Linked DNA regions of Mus musculus: region 2 is linked to region 1. A link is a contact called in public HiCAR-type data. All regions are on one chromosome and are shown on one strand. Each heading gives the region's core, a stretch centred on a gene start, on an enhancer-like site or on the middle of the called end of the contact. The rest is flanking DNA. Distances are from core to core; before and after follow the strand shown. Region 1 has its middle 11 kb from the start of Gm41849. Region 2 overlaps Got1 (glutamic-oxaloacetic transaminase 1, soluble).

What was found. HiCAR-type assays count read pairs that join an accessible place to other places.
Region 2: a contact with region 1 is called in a HiCAR-type map of kidney, with 4 times the contacts expected there. The contact joins two enhancer-like sites. A contact is called at or near these places in 5 of 39 promoter capture datasets (the 3T3-L1 cell line, frontonasal cranial neural crest, hippocampal neurons and 2 more), 1 of 115 datasets of contacts at active chromatin or transcription factors (kidney) and 1 of 9 other capture datasets (embryonic stem cells).

What each region holds. Positions count from the first base shown.
Region 1 is chr19:42,452,769-42,458,308 of GRCm38.p6, reverse strand. No RefSeq gene overlaps it. Among named protein-coding and RNA genes, the nearest start is that of Gm41849, 11 kb to the right of the region's middle. Within about 2 kb of position 3,273, at least 9 of the 459 cell types and tissues checked have an H3K27ac peak or open chromatin away from gene starts, as enhancers often do. A contact at or near this core is called in kidney, where this site is marked.
Region 2 is chr19:43,510,468-43,516,490 of GRCm38.p6, reverse strand. It overlaps Got1 (glutamic-oxaloacetic transaminase 1, soluble), which reads left to right. Exons shown (of 9, transcript NM_010324.2): 2 at 629-810. Among named protein-coding and RNA genes, the nearest start is that of Got1, 11 kb to the left of the region's middle. Within about 2 kb of position 4,065, at least 101 of the 459 cell types and tissues checked have an H3K27ac peak or open chromatin away from gene starts, as enhancers often do. A contact at or near this core is called in kidney, where this site is marked.

The sequences.
Region 1 (5,540 bases), core at 2,024-4,523:
CTTGGATAGACTCCCTGATACTGGAGAAAGATCCAGAGGAAATGGACCCAAACTGAGACATGCCCCAGATGTGCACGGTGCTGACTCTGTTATCTTTCTATACCCAAAGGATCCCAACACCCCAGAAAGAGCACCAACACTGGGGGGTTATTAGTTGAACTATTCGCCTAGGAAAATAGTACTGCCTTACTATTCAAGGGGTCGTGGGTTCCTTTGAAGATGCAATTAAAATTGCAGACCTTATGTTGTGTGTGGAACATGCTTTGCAGAGAGTCATGAAAGACTCACAGACATGTTTCTCAGAGGATTATCCCTGGATCCCTAACTTGGAGCATCTCCTCAGGTGAATTTGAGGTGCTTCCTGACAGGCTCACCTGTATCGTATCCCGTAACTTCACTTCATACTGAACACATAACATCCATAGTCCGTGCTGCACGTACCGTCACACCACGCATGTCACACTGTGCGCCATCCCCAAAGGCTGCCTGAAACCCCTTGTCTCATATTCAAGAATAGTGTTAAGTTTGCATCACAGTGCTTTTTATTGAAATACAGTTTTTGCTCTTACAGAAACAGACGGTTTGATAACATCTTTCTACCATCCTTCCACAGCACGTAAGCCTCAGAGTATGCCTTCAGATTCCTTTGTGTCCGAATGTTCATTTTGAAAATTACTGTTTGAGTTGGTGAGGTGGCTCGGCAAGCAAAGGCTCTTGCTGCCGAGCATGGTGGCTGAGCTCCATTCATGAGACGCACATGGTAGATAGAGGGAGAGAGCCAACTCCTGAGAGCTGTCCTTTGACCGCCATAAGGGTGCCACACCATGACACGTGTAGCCCCCCTCCCCCAATGAAATAGAGATAATGAAAGTTGCAGTTTGCATTCGCTGATTTTTGTTTCACAAATGAACTTGATAATTTTCATAGATGAATTTGAAATGGGATTAGATCAGAGTTTCCAATGCTCTCTGAAACGACCCTAAACATACTAGCGCCATTTCTTGTTACATATTTATGCGCTCAGTATTGATCATCACAAAAATCAAAATATCTTCTGTAAAAAAAAAGAAGAAGAAGAACTGAAGGCTCTTCGCTTCCTGCAGGATCAAATGTTCAGCCAAGAGTCAGTTCTTTATGTAAAAGCAAACAGATTAATCTAACGAATGTACAGATTTGCTTTAAGCTTTAATACATGGTAAAACTGTATGCATTCCAAAGAATTATTTTTAAATAAATTTCTTTATGATTGACTATCAGCAAATAAATAACATCCCCAAGGTCACGTCAGAATTCCTCGGATGGAGAAGAGGCACGAGTGGGGAAGTTTAAAATGCCCTGAGTTAAATCCCTTAGCAGTTTGTCCAGCTCTGGGTTGCCTGAAGAGCCAGGTGCCTCAGGGGCTGTGCCACTTGCCCTAGTAAACAGTAAAAGCTCTGAGGTCACATAGAGATAGTAACACATGCCCACTTTGGCACCTTACTCTTTCTAACGTTCTCTCGCCACCTACACTCTCGGTTGATCGGTCATTCCGAGGCCCGAATCCACCACTCAATCACCATAACCCATGGACTTAACTTCTTGAGGGGAAGAAAGGCCTCTCTTGGAGCCACCATTTACCCTTGCTCTTGGTTTCTGTCTAGGGGATCTCTTGCCTCTCCCCACACTTAATGAAGCCTCTTTGGTTTACATCCTCTGGCCAGGCATGTGCTGTCTTATCTCCCTGGAGGTGGAGTGAGAGAGAACTTGCCAACACACACTAGTATGTGGTGCATCAAGCCAAGGCTTGTTCCTGGAAACCTTGCCTAGGGATACCAGGGAATGAAGAAAGGATAGACATACAGACAGAATAGCTGGGGCCAGGTGGGCCATGAGTATGCTGATGGAGACGAACGAGCTGAGCAAGAACCCAGAACCTCAGCACATTTCTGGTAGCACAGGAGGAGGGGTTAGCCAGTCTCAGCAGGAGGCGGCTTCTGTAGGGAAGCAGTCTCAAACTGTAAGCATCGCAGACAGTGGTTCTCACCCTTCCTGATGCTGCAGCCCTTTAATATAGCTCCTCACACTGTGGTGACCCCCAACCATAAGGTTATTTTCATTGCTACTTCATAACTAGAGTTTTGCTACTGTTATGAATTGTAATGTAAATGTGTTTTTTCTAAGGATCTAAGATGACCCCTGTGAAAGGGTCATTTGACCTACAAAGGGGGTCACGACCCACAAGTTGAGGAGACAGTGCTTTCTATATACTCTGTAAACATTTATACGTGGAACCAAGGAAAGCTGTCTTAGTTAGGGTTTTACTGCTGTGAACAAATACCATGACAAAGGAAACTCTTATAAGGACAACATTTAATTGGGGCTGGCTTACCAGTTCAAAGGTTCAGTTCATTATCATCAAGGCGGGAGCATGGCAGCATCCAGGCAGGCATGGTGCAGGAGGAGCTGAGAGTTCTACATCTTCATCTGAAGGCTGCTAGCAGAATACTGACTTCCAGGCAGTTAGGATGAGGGTCTTAAAGCCGACAACCACAGTGACACGCCTACTCCAACAGAGCCACACCTAATAGTGCCACTTCCTGGGCTGAGCATATATAAACCATAACAAAGGCTTTGTCGGTTTTCTGAGCCTGACCTTGGGAAGCCATGGGTCGGAGCCACTGGGGTCCCTGACATGGCTGTGCCCTTGTCAACAGTACACACTCACTGAGGATTTTATCTGTTCCCTACAGGCATCCTGTGCTGTGTTTAATACCTGGTCTCTTGGGCAGCTGGTTGAGTCTTCACAGATTATACGTGCTTCACCATAACCTGGGTTCTAGGTCTCCTGGCACAATCACTTTGGTATCTGCACCAGTGTGAAACCACGGGAAGTCCGGCATCCCCTCCACCGGCGTCAGCTGTGTATGTGTGCGCTGTTCACACATCTATCAGGCACGAACTGAGTGCCCTGCTTTGAGCTAGATGCTATGGGTACACAAAGAGAACCATTTTAAAGCTTCGGCACCAGTGCAAGCTCTAGGCTTTATAATTTTGTAAACATTTGAATTTAATGATTTAGATAATCCCTGATGATATTAGACATTTTTGTTTTTGAAGCTAAGGACAGAATCCAAGGGACTGTACATAGTGCTCTGTGTAACTCACTGAAGACGTGTGTGTGTGTGTGTGTGTGTGTGTGTGTGTGTGTGTGTGTGTGTGCCCAAGGCACACAAGTACAGGTCAGAGGACAACCATGGGAGTTGGTTCTCTCCTTCCACTATGTAAGGTCCAGAGATCAAACTCAGTTAATCAGGCTTGGCAACAGACACCTTTACCTGCTGAGCCATTACCATGGCCACACAGTGATAAAAGATAACAATGTAGCTAAAGAGGGAAAAAAAAGCATTTCAGAAGTTTATAGTGGAGAAAAAAACCACATGTAACAACCATGATATACAAGGGACTATTTTAAGGAAACAGTATGAATGCCTGAGGGAGAGAGATGATACTTTGTAGAAGAAGAGATAAACTTTTGATTTCAAATGGGCTTCTCCCGGAGTCGGTCACACAATTATTTTCTTTTTTTCCACCCCTCCCCTCCACCCGGCACAAGTAACTATCTTGCTCCTCACACCAGTTGTCAGCAGCAATTCACTCCAGCAGAAGATCAAAGCGGTGGCCCAGTGTGTCCTGACTGCACATGGTGTTTGACAAAGTGCCCTTGAGGACGTGCTGGAGGTGTGGGAACAAGGTCAGAGGACAGGAAACAGAGTCATAGCCAGATGAACAACTACAGTCAAAGAATGTTGATGAGTTTTTCTGTGTCAACCCAAGGGAGGTCTCTAGTGGTGTGCCATAGAGCTCCATCCCTGGCGATGACCTCATTGGCATTGTTACCTGTGACTCAGAAGACAGCCTACAAGGTGTTCTGATCACGTTTACAACAGACACAGAGCTGGGAAACAGTTACTGCTACAGACATCAGGATGGAAATAAGAAATGACCTCAGCAGGAAGGAACAAGAGGATGAAACCAACATGCTTGGAAGGAACGGAGAGAGATGCAAAGTCCTGCATTTAGGTTAAAAATTAATTGCATGAGTACCGGATGAGGTAGACCTGGTTTGGCAGCAATCCACGCGAAAATGACCTATTTGTTTATTATTTGTAAGTCGGCCACAAGCTCGGCCTGGTCCAACTGTGTTATGTGGTTGACACACGATATGTAAAGTGAACAGCATCTAGGCTGCATTAGGGGAAGTAGAGTGTCTCTGGTCTAGACCATCACATGGCCTGTGCGCTCTGAACTGGTCAGGTCTGTCTGGAGTGCCGTGCTCACCTTCGGTATGACACAGGGCGAAGATTATTGGGAGAATATTGGGGCTGGGGAGGCAGCTCAGTTGGCCATGCACTTGCCTTGCTGTAGGAGGACTTGACCCCTGGCATCCATCGGAAAGAAGGCACATGGCACATATAATCCGGTGCTGGGGAGTCAGAGATGGGGGCTCTAGAGCTTGCTAGAGCAGCTACCCTAGCCTACTTCTTGTGTTCCAGGCCAGTGAGGAACCCTGTCTCAAGAAAATAAAGGTTGCCTTATGACCTCAAGAGGCACCTCTCACATACTGACATGTGCCCCTCCACACACACTGCACTTACACACACACACACACACTCATACATGCTCACAAACATACAGAAGAAGAGGGAGAGAAGCATGCCCTGAGAATGGCGGGCAGACAGTGCAGAGCTAAGTTGTGCCCCGTGACACATAAGGCTCACATGCTCAGCATATCCCCACCAATGATCCCTCTCTCAGACTCTCTTTCTCTCTCTCTCCTGTTCTTGCTAAGAACTAACAATGGCTTTTCATTGTCACGGCAACCCAAGTCATGCTGGCCGTGATGGTTTGGCCTCCTGTAGAAGTCTGCTGGCTGGAGAAGTGTCACAGCTTCTAGTCCTGTTTGTCCAGCTGGCATCTGAGCAGGGCTGGAGCCCGGGGTGGGAAACACACATCTGGCCCCGTGCTGCTGGTCTTTTGTGTTCTCGTATGCTTCTTACTGGAGAGTGTGGCTGTCCCTCCAGTTGAAATGTCCAAAGCTAAGAACGGGGTGGATGTGTTGGCCTAGAAGTCAGCAAAGCAGATGTGCAGGCTGGTTTTATTCTGGGCTATCTGTGATGGAGGCAGGACTCCTCGAAGGGTCCGCCAAAGCCATTGGCACTCTGTCCAAGGGATGAGGTCAGAGGTAGTCTTGGCCCTGTCTGACTCCCAGTGTTCTGTGTCTCTTAACTCCTTTTCTACAAGGGAGGCCATATTGTCTTTAAGGTCCCTGGACAAGGATCATCCAGGTCCCCACAGCCACCTCTCGCTGCCCACTAAGAACAGAGCTGCCTTCTTGCTCACAGCCTTCTTCTGATGAGTTGTTTGCCAACAGGGTGACCTTGAGCAGGTTACCTAACCTCTCTGCTCGGTGTCTTCATTAATAAAATAAGCCAGTAATGAGTCCACAGCCCACAGATTCCTGCAAGGCGTAGAAGCGGGAGAATAGCCCTAAGGTCCTGAGC
Region 2 (6,023 bases), core at 2,816-5,315, 1.1 Mb before region 1:
GTGTGACACGCTTCTGCATTTTTACGTCACCTGGAGGAGGCAGACAGTCTTTCTGTTTCTCCTCCTTTCTCCATGGTTGTGTTTGGAGGGGCATTGATTTTTGTCAAGTAGCACCAAGCCAGATGCGTCCATCCTTTTTGACCTTGCGTTATGACATTGTCATGGTCTACAAACCTGTTGGGTCGTGTTGGTAGCTATCTTGGGACACATGCAGGCTGTGGGCTGCAGTTTGGACACGCCCAACCTAGGCTTTTCTGGAACGCTCTTGGGGGGCGTGGGGATGTAATCTCTGAGCCGTTGATTTTAGAGACTTGATCGGCAGAGATGGCTTCCATTCACAGAGACCGCCCCTCTCTTGCTTGACCTGAGTTTGTGGCATCCCAATTTTATGTCAGCATTCCAGTTCTGGAGCTCACATTAAAAGCTATATAATCTGAATGGGGCAGGGGGAGCGAGGCTGTCCTGTGTGCCCAGCACCAACCCGGGACTCAATTCAGCAAGTGAACGCACTGTGTTTCTGTCTCTGTCCTGCTTTGGCTAGAAGGTGGGGGATTTTTCTCTGTCCGTATTTACACACGCTGCCTTGGAGGCTGCCTGACGTTCATGTGATCTCTTTCTCTGTACTCAGCGTACCGCACAGATGAATCTCAGCCCTGGGTTTTGCCAGTAGTGAGGAAGGTCGAACAGAAGATTGCTAACGACAACAGCCTCAACCACGAGTACCTGCCCATCCTGGGCCTGGCAGAGTTCCGGAGCTGTGCTTCTCGCCTAGTTCTTGGGGACAACAGCCTGGCTATCAGGGAGAATCGGGTGAGTTTGGGGGGGTGTGGATAGTTTCTCATTAGGAACCGTAAATGTCTAAAAATAAGAGATTAAAAGTTCAATTTCCTTGAAGGCACTGAAAGTTATATCTTGAGGATTCTTGGAAAATACATTTATGTTATTTTTTTCCTTGACGGTAAGCTGACCTCTTTTACATTTTTATTTATGTGTCTGAGCTTTGTGCTTGCATGTAATGCTTGTACATCATGTGTGGGCCTGGTGCCCAAGGAGGCCAGAAGAGGGCATTGGGTCCCCTGGGACTGGAGCTTCAGATGGCTGTGAACTGCTATGTGGGTGCTGGGAATTGAACCTGGGTCCTCTGGGAAGAGCAGCCAGGACTCTTAATGACTGAGCCATCTCTCCAGCCCACCAAATATATTTTCAGTCAGTGTAAGAGGATAATTATGGCTGTATCCGGAGCTCAGCTTCACTTACTCAGTTTTGTCCAGTACGTTATCAGATTTCAGCCGCTGGCGTTGAAACCGTTACTAGAAAAGCCAAACAAAGAGAAGTTAATGGACTGTGAAGAGTTTGGAGATGTATAGACTCATCTCTGCCACTGCTTTGGGCCACAGGCAGATCATTTACCTACTTGCTATCTGTGTCTTGAATTTAGAAAGGAAAGAAACTATAGCTCATAATCCCATCAGGGGTTCTTTCCTCTAAATGTATGACTTTCGTTCATTTCTGGGGAAAAATTTCTTTAATTTTACCCGGCTCCTCAGAAGGTTATCAGTGATCCCTCAACCTTCAAGAACCAGGATTCCCCGCTCTTTCTTGCCTGTGGTAATTCTCTCAGGTGCTCTCATTGAACTGCCCGTGTCATAAATTCAGATGTGTGCGAGAACTGAGTGTATGGTAGAAGCAGACACCGTGAGGTAGAGTGTATATGGTGGGAAGTGCTGAAAGAGAGATTCAGGGGACGGGGAGACCCTTGGGGCTGCAAATGTGTACCCAGCCGGTCCTGGAAGTTGTAAGCTGGACCCTGTGAACCCTTGCCGAGCCAATGTGATCAGAATCGTGAAGGGGCACTGCCCTCTTGTTCCCTACAACCCCGATGGGAGATTTTTCTTTTTTTCCTTTTTTAATCTTTTTTTTTTAAGAGAGGGTTTTTCTATGCAGCCCTGGCTGTTCTGGAACTCATTCTGTAGGCCAGGCTGGCCTCAAACGCAGTGATCAGAGATCCTCCTGCCTCTGCCTCCCAAGTGCTGGGATGAGGGTATGTGCACTACCGCCTACTTGGCTTGGGGGTATTTTTAAAAGGTGCCCCCACTGACTCCAAACTATATCTAGGTTTGAAAGACCACAAAGTAGAGATGATAAGGAAACATCGATCCTGTTCTTGGGACAGGGGTGTGTGGGATGGCCCAGGGCCAGCGGTGGGCAGAAGCAAGTCTTGGTTGTGTAGAGACTCGCCTGAAGACTACAGTATGTGCAGGGGTTACCTAAGGAAAGTGTTGTTTGAGCAAGGTAAACCTGGCTCACTGGGGCTGGGTGGGAGGGGAGAGCAAGAGTCCGGTTAGGTGTTGTGAAATTGAAATCAGCTGCACTCCTCAGCCCGCTGGGCCATGTGGTAACGCAGGTCACAGTTCATCCATGGAGAGGGCCACTGGGTGGAGTCATTTGAGGCGTTCCTCACCTGTTTGTGTACAGCAGGGTTTTCTTCTCCAGATGCCCTGATAAGCGAATGGCAAGGTGAAGTAAAGGACGAAGGGAGTCTCTGCTGAAGGTCTGGGAACCCAGGTCACTGATTAAACAAGTGATTAATCAGAGTTCGCACTAGATTTCTGTGTAAGGCAAGCCTTGGGGGAACGGAAGGTGTGGGATGTGTGTGCCGGGGTGGGGGGGTGGGGCTGGGGGTGTTAGAGCGTGGTATGGAAGAGTTGCCCTGAAAATCCTGTGTTTGCCCAGACAGAAGGTGGGCAGTCTGTTTTAAAATCTATATGTTCTATCGCTCCTCAGAGTTTCGGGCAGTGTGTTTTGGTCATACCCATTTCCATTTCTCTTTCCCCCTCCCTGCTGGAATGATGACGTGCTCGGTTTTATGCAGGAGAGTGCAGCCGATGTGTGTCCGTGTGAGCCAGCAGCCTGTCATGTCAGGAGCACACAGTTGTGTTCCAGCCCTTCCCAACCTCTGGCTCTTAAAAACCTTCCACTCCCTCCTCAGTGGTCCCTGATCTGTGTGTGTGTGTGTGTGTGTGTGTGTGTGTGTGTGTGTGTGTGTGTGTATGTGTCTGTCTGTCAGTCTGTGTGTGTTAGTGTGTTATAGATGTCCCATTTGTGGCCCAACACTCCACTGACATATGGTACCTCTCTGTATATGCTATAGATTAGGTTGGGCTGTTGTTGGCAAATCAGAGTCCATATTGAGGGAGCAGCTTCTCTAAGAGAACTGTATTCTCAACATGGCTACTTTGTTGACAGTATTCCTCTGTCCATGGATCTAGGTTTTGACCTCTTAAGACTATAAGAATCTCCCAGCACTTGGGAGGCAGAAGCAGGCGGATTTCTGAGTTCGAGGCCAGCCTGGTCTACAGAGTGAGTTCCAGGACAGCCAGGGCTATACAGAGAAACCCTGTCTTGAAAAACTGGAAAAAAAAAAAAAGACTGTAAGAATCTGGCCTGGGGCTCATGGCCTTGACCTGGTAACTTACTCTTCCTTCTTGGTCTAGTTCGTCTTCACCGTGTTTTGATTACAGAACGGACTTAAAGGACGGTTTTTATGGCATCAGTTATGTAAAGTTCCTGTTTTGGGATACTTCCCAGCATCTGAATTACTCTGGGTACCAGCTGCTCCTGAGCTCTGAGCCTTTCTTTCTTTCTTTTTTTTTCCTGGAAGTTCTCTGCATCCCTGGGCCACTATCTTCATCCACAAGGCCACCAGCTCATGTAGATTCTTGTAGTAGCCTCATTGGCCTTCCAGCCTCTACTCTCCTTGTCATTTCAGAACATTTCCCACACTACAGGAAGGGAGATACTCCTTATAAAGAGGGCTAACGGTGCTGCCTGCTCCCTTCCTCCACAGGGTGCACCTTCGTTGCTGTCTACAGAGTGTGGTCCAGTCTGTGAGCTTGCCATCCCTCTCCCTGTTATCCCTTCGGGATCCTGCCAGTCCAAGAGTGGAGAGTGTTGCTGTTTCGCAGACCCACAGGCCTATCAGAACTCAGAACCCAGGCCTGGCTTTTCCCTCTGTGTAGAATGCCCGTCCTTGCTTCACCAACTCTCTAGTCCAGACCTCTGAGACCTTCAGGACCCGACCAAGGGTCACTTCTGTGCTGAATCGTTCACTTTCTCAGGCGTGGCTGGTTACTTATGTTCTCTGAGTTATGACGTGGCTGTTTGAAGTCTGGGAATAACAGAACTCACTGTGGCTTTACTCTAGCGCCTAAATGAAAAAATATTGTTCCTCCACTTTATATGTGAGAGTATTTTGCTTGCGTGTATACATGCGTCACGCGCATGCCTGGTGCCCGTGGAGGTCAGGAGAATGTCTCAGATCCTCTGGAACTGGAGATTCAGATGACCGTGAGTCACCATGTGGATGCAGGGAACTGAAACCAGAAAGTGTTCCTAACTGCTGAGCCACGTCTCCAGCGTGCTAGGATGTCTGATTTTATAAGGCTTTTTTCCTCTCACAGTTTGTGACCCTGGCTAGGGATCATCTCACAATTTGTGACCCTGGCTAGGGATCATCTCACAATTTGTGACCCTGGCTAGGGATCATCTCACAATTTCTGATCCTGGCTAGGGATCCTGGCTTTTTGTTTAGTACACGTTCCAACAGTTAGCTCACAGAACTTCCAAGGGTCTCAGATGTTTGAGTTAGTCACTTGTCAGAAGAGCCAGGCACGTTGCTAGATGCTAGGACCCAAACATACATGTGACCACAGAGACAGGTCCTCCTTCCGTTTACTGTGTTAAACTTGTCAAATGCTGTAGAAAGAGAGGGGGCGGAGGCATGTTAGCCGTGGGGAAGGGAGGGAGGCTGGCTTCAGTTTTAACTGGAGTGGCCAGACTAGGAGAAGGGATAGTAGAGACAAGACGTGAAGAATGAACAAGGTTAACGGTAATGTCAGCTTCCTTACACAGCCTTCCTCTTGAAATTTACCATTACCACCTGCTTTGAAGGAGCTCAATTCTGGGACCCTGGCTGCTGCTGCTTTTCTGTTCTCAGACTTTTGGATTCAGACAGAATCTCACAGTAGAGCAGTGTTTTAGGCTCTGCTGTTCCTGAGCCTCAGCCGGCATGGCAGGTAGCCAGCCCCAGAAGACCCGACGTGATGCCTTTCCTTGTAGTGAGATCTCAGTCTCTACTTTGGCCCTCGCCTCAAGGAGTCCGGGGATCTTGCCCTGCCTCCGGTCTTTTCCACACTAGATTCTTTCTTCAGCCAGTTGGGCAGGAGCTTGTGTGGTGGTGTGTATCAGATACGGTAAGAGTTGCTATGGAACCCAGGTGACGTGTGACCCTGGCCTCAAACAGCTTCTTGTGGGCTCTGCTCCCGTCACAATGAAATAACACGACCAATTATGATATCTGACATGTTTCTAAAGTCAACAGTTATATGTCAACACGAAAAGGAGATGCAGAGACTGTCTGGTCCAGTTTTAACTGGTTGACTCTTTGTTCTGGATACCTGTTTAGTGATTTGGGTCCAGTGGTTGAGTCCGTGAATTGTCTGAACTTATCTCGTTAAATATTGATTTTTCCTTTTTTACAAAACACAGGACTTTCTTGGCCAAAAAAGTTTCTACAATGACCAGTTGCTACTTTATTTATTCACAAAAAGCAGTTTCTGTCAATTGTTGATATTTAGAGTACCATGTGTCACAGAAGCCATCCAGTGTTTAATTTTTAGGGCACGGTGGTTTGAGGATTCAGTCTTTCACGTGTCATATGTTATGAGTGCTCAGGTAGCTGATGTTAATGGAGTGAATTTATAATTTTTCGTTCCCAGGATCGTTTGCAGTCCTGGGTACCCTGTGTATCTGTGCTGACACCATGTGCTTCTGGAACAGGAGGGAGGGCGGGGCTAACCTCAGGACCTCTACTCCCTGGAGGGCGGGGCTAACCTCAGGACCGCTACTCCCTGAACGATTTTTCCTTTGCTGTCTTTTAGCATGAGTGTTAGCTTAGAGTTTTAGAACAACTTAGGGCAGCTTTTCTCCTCTAAAAAGAAATTTTCTTCTTTTAACCTCTTTAT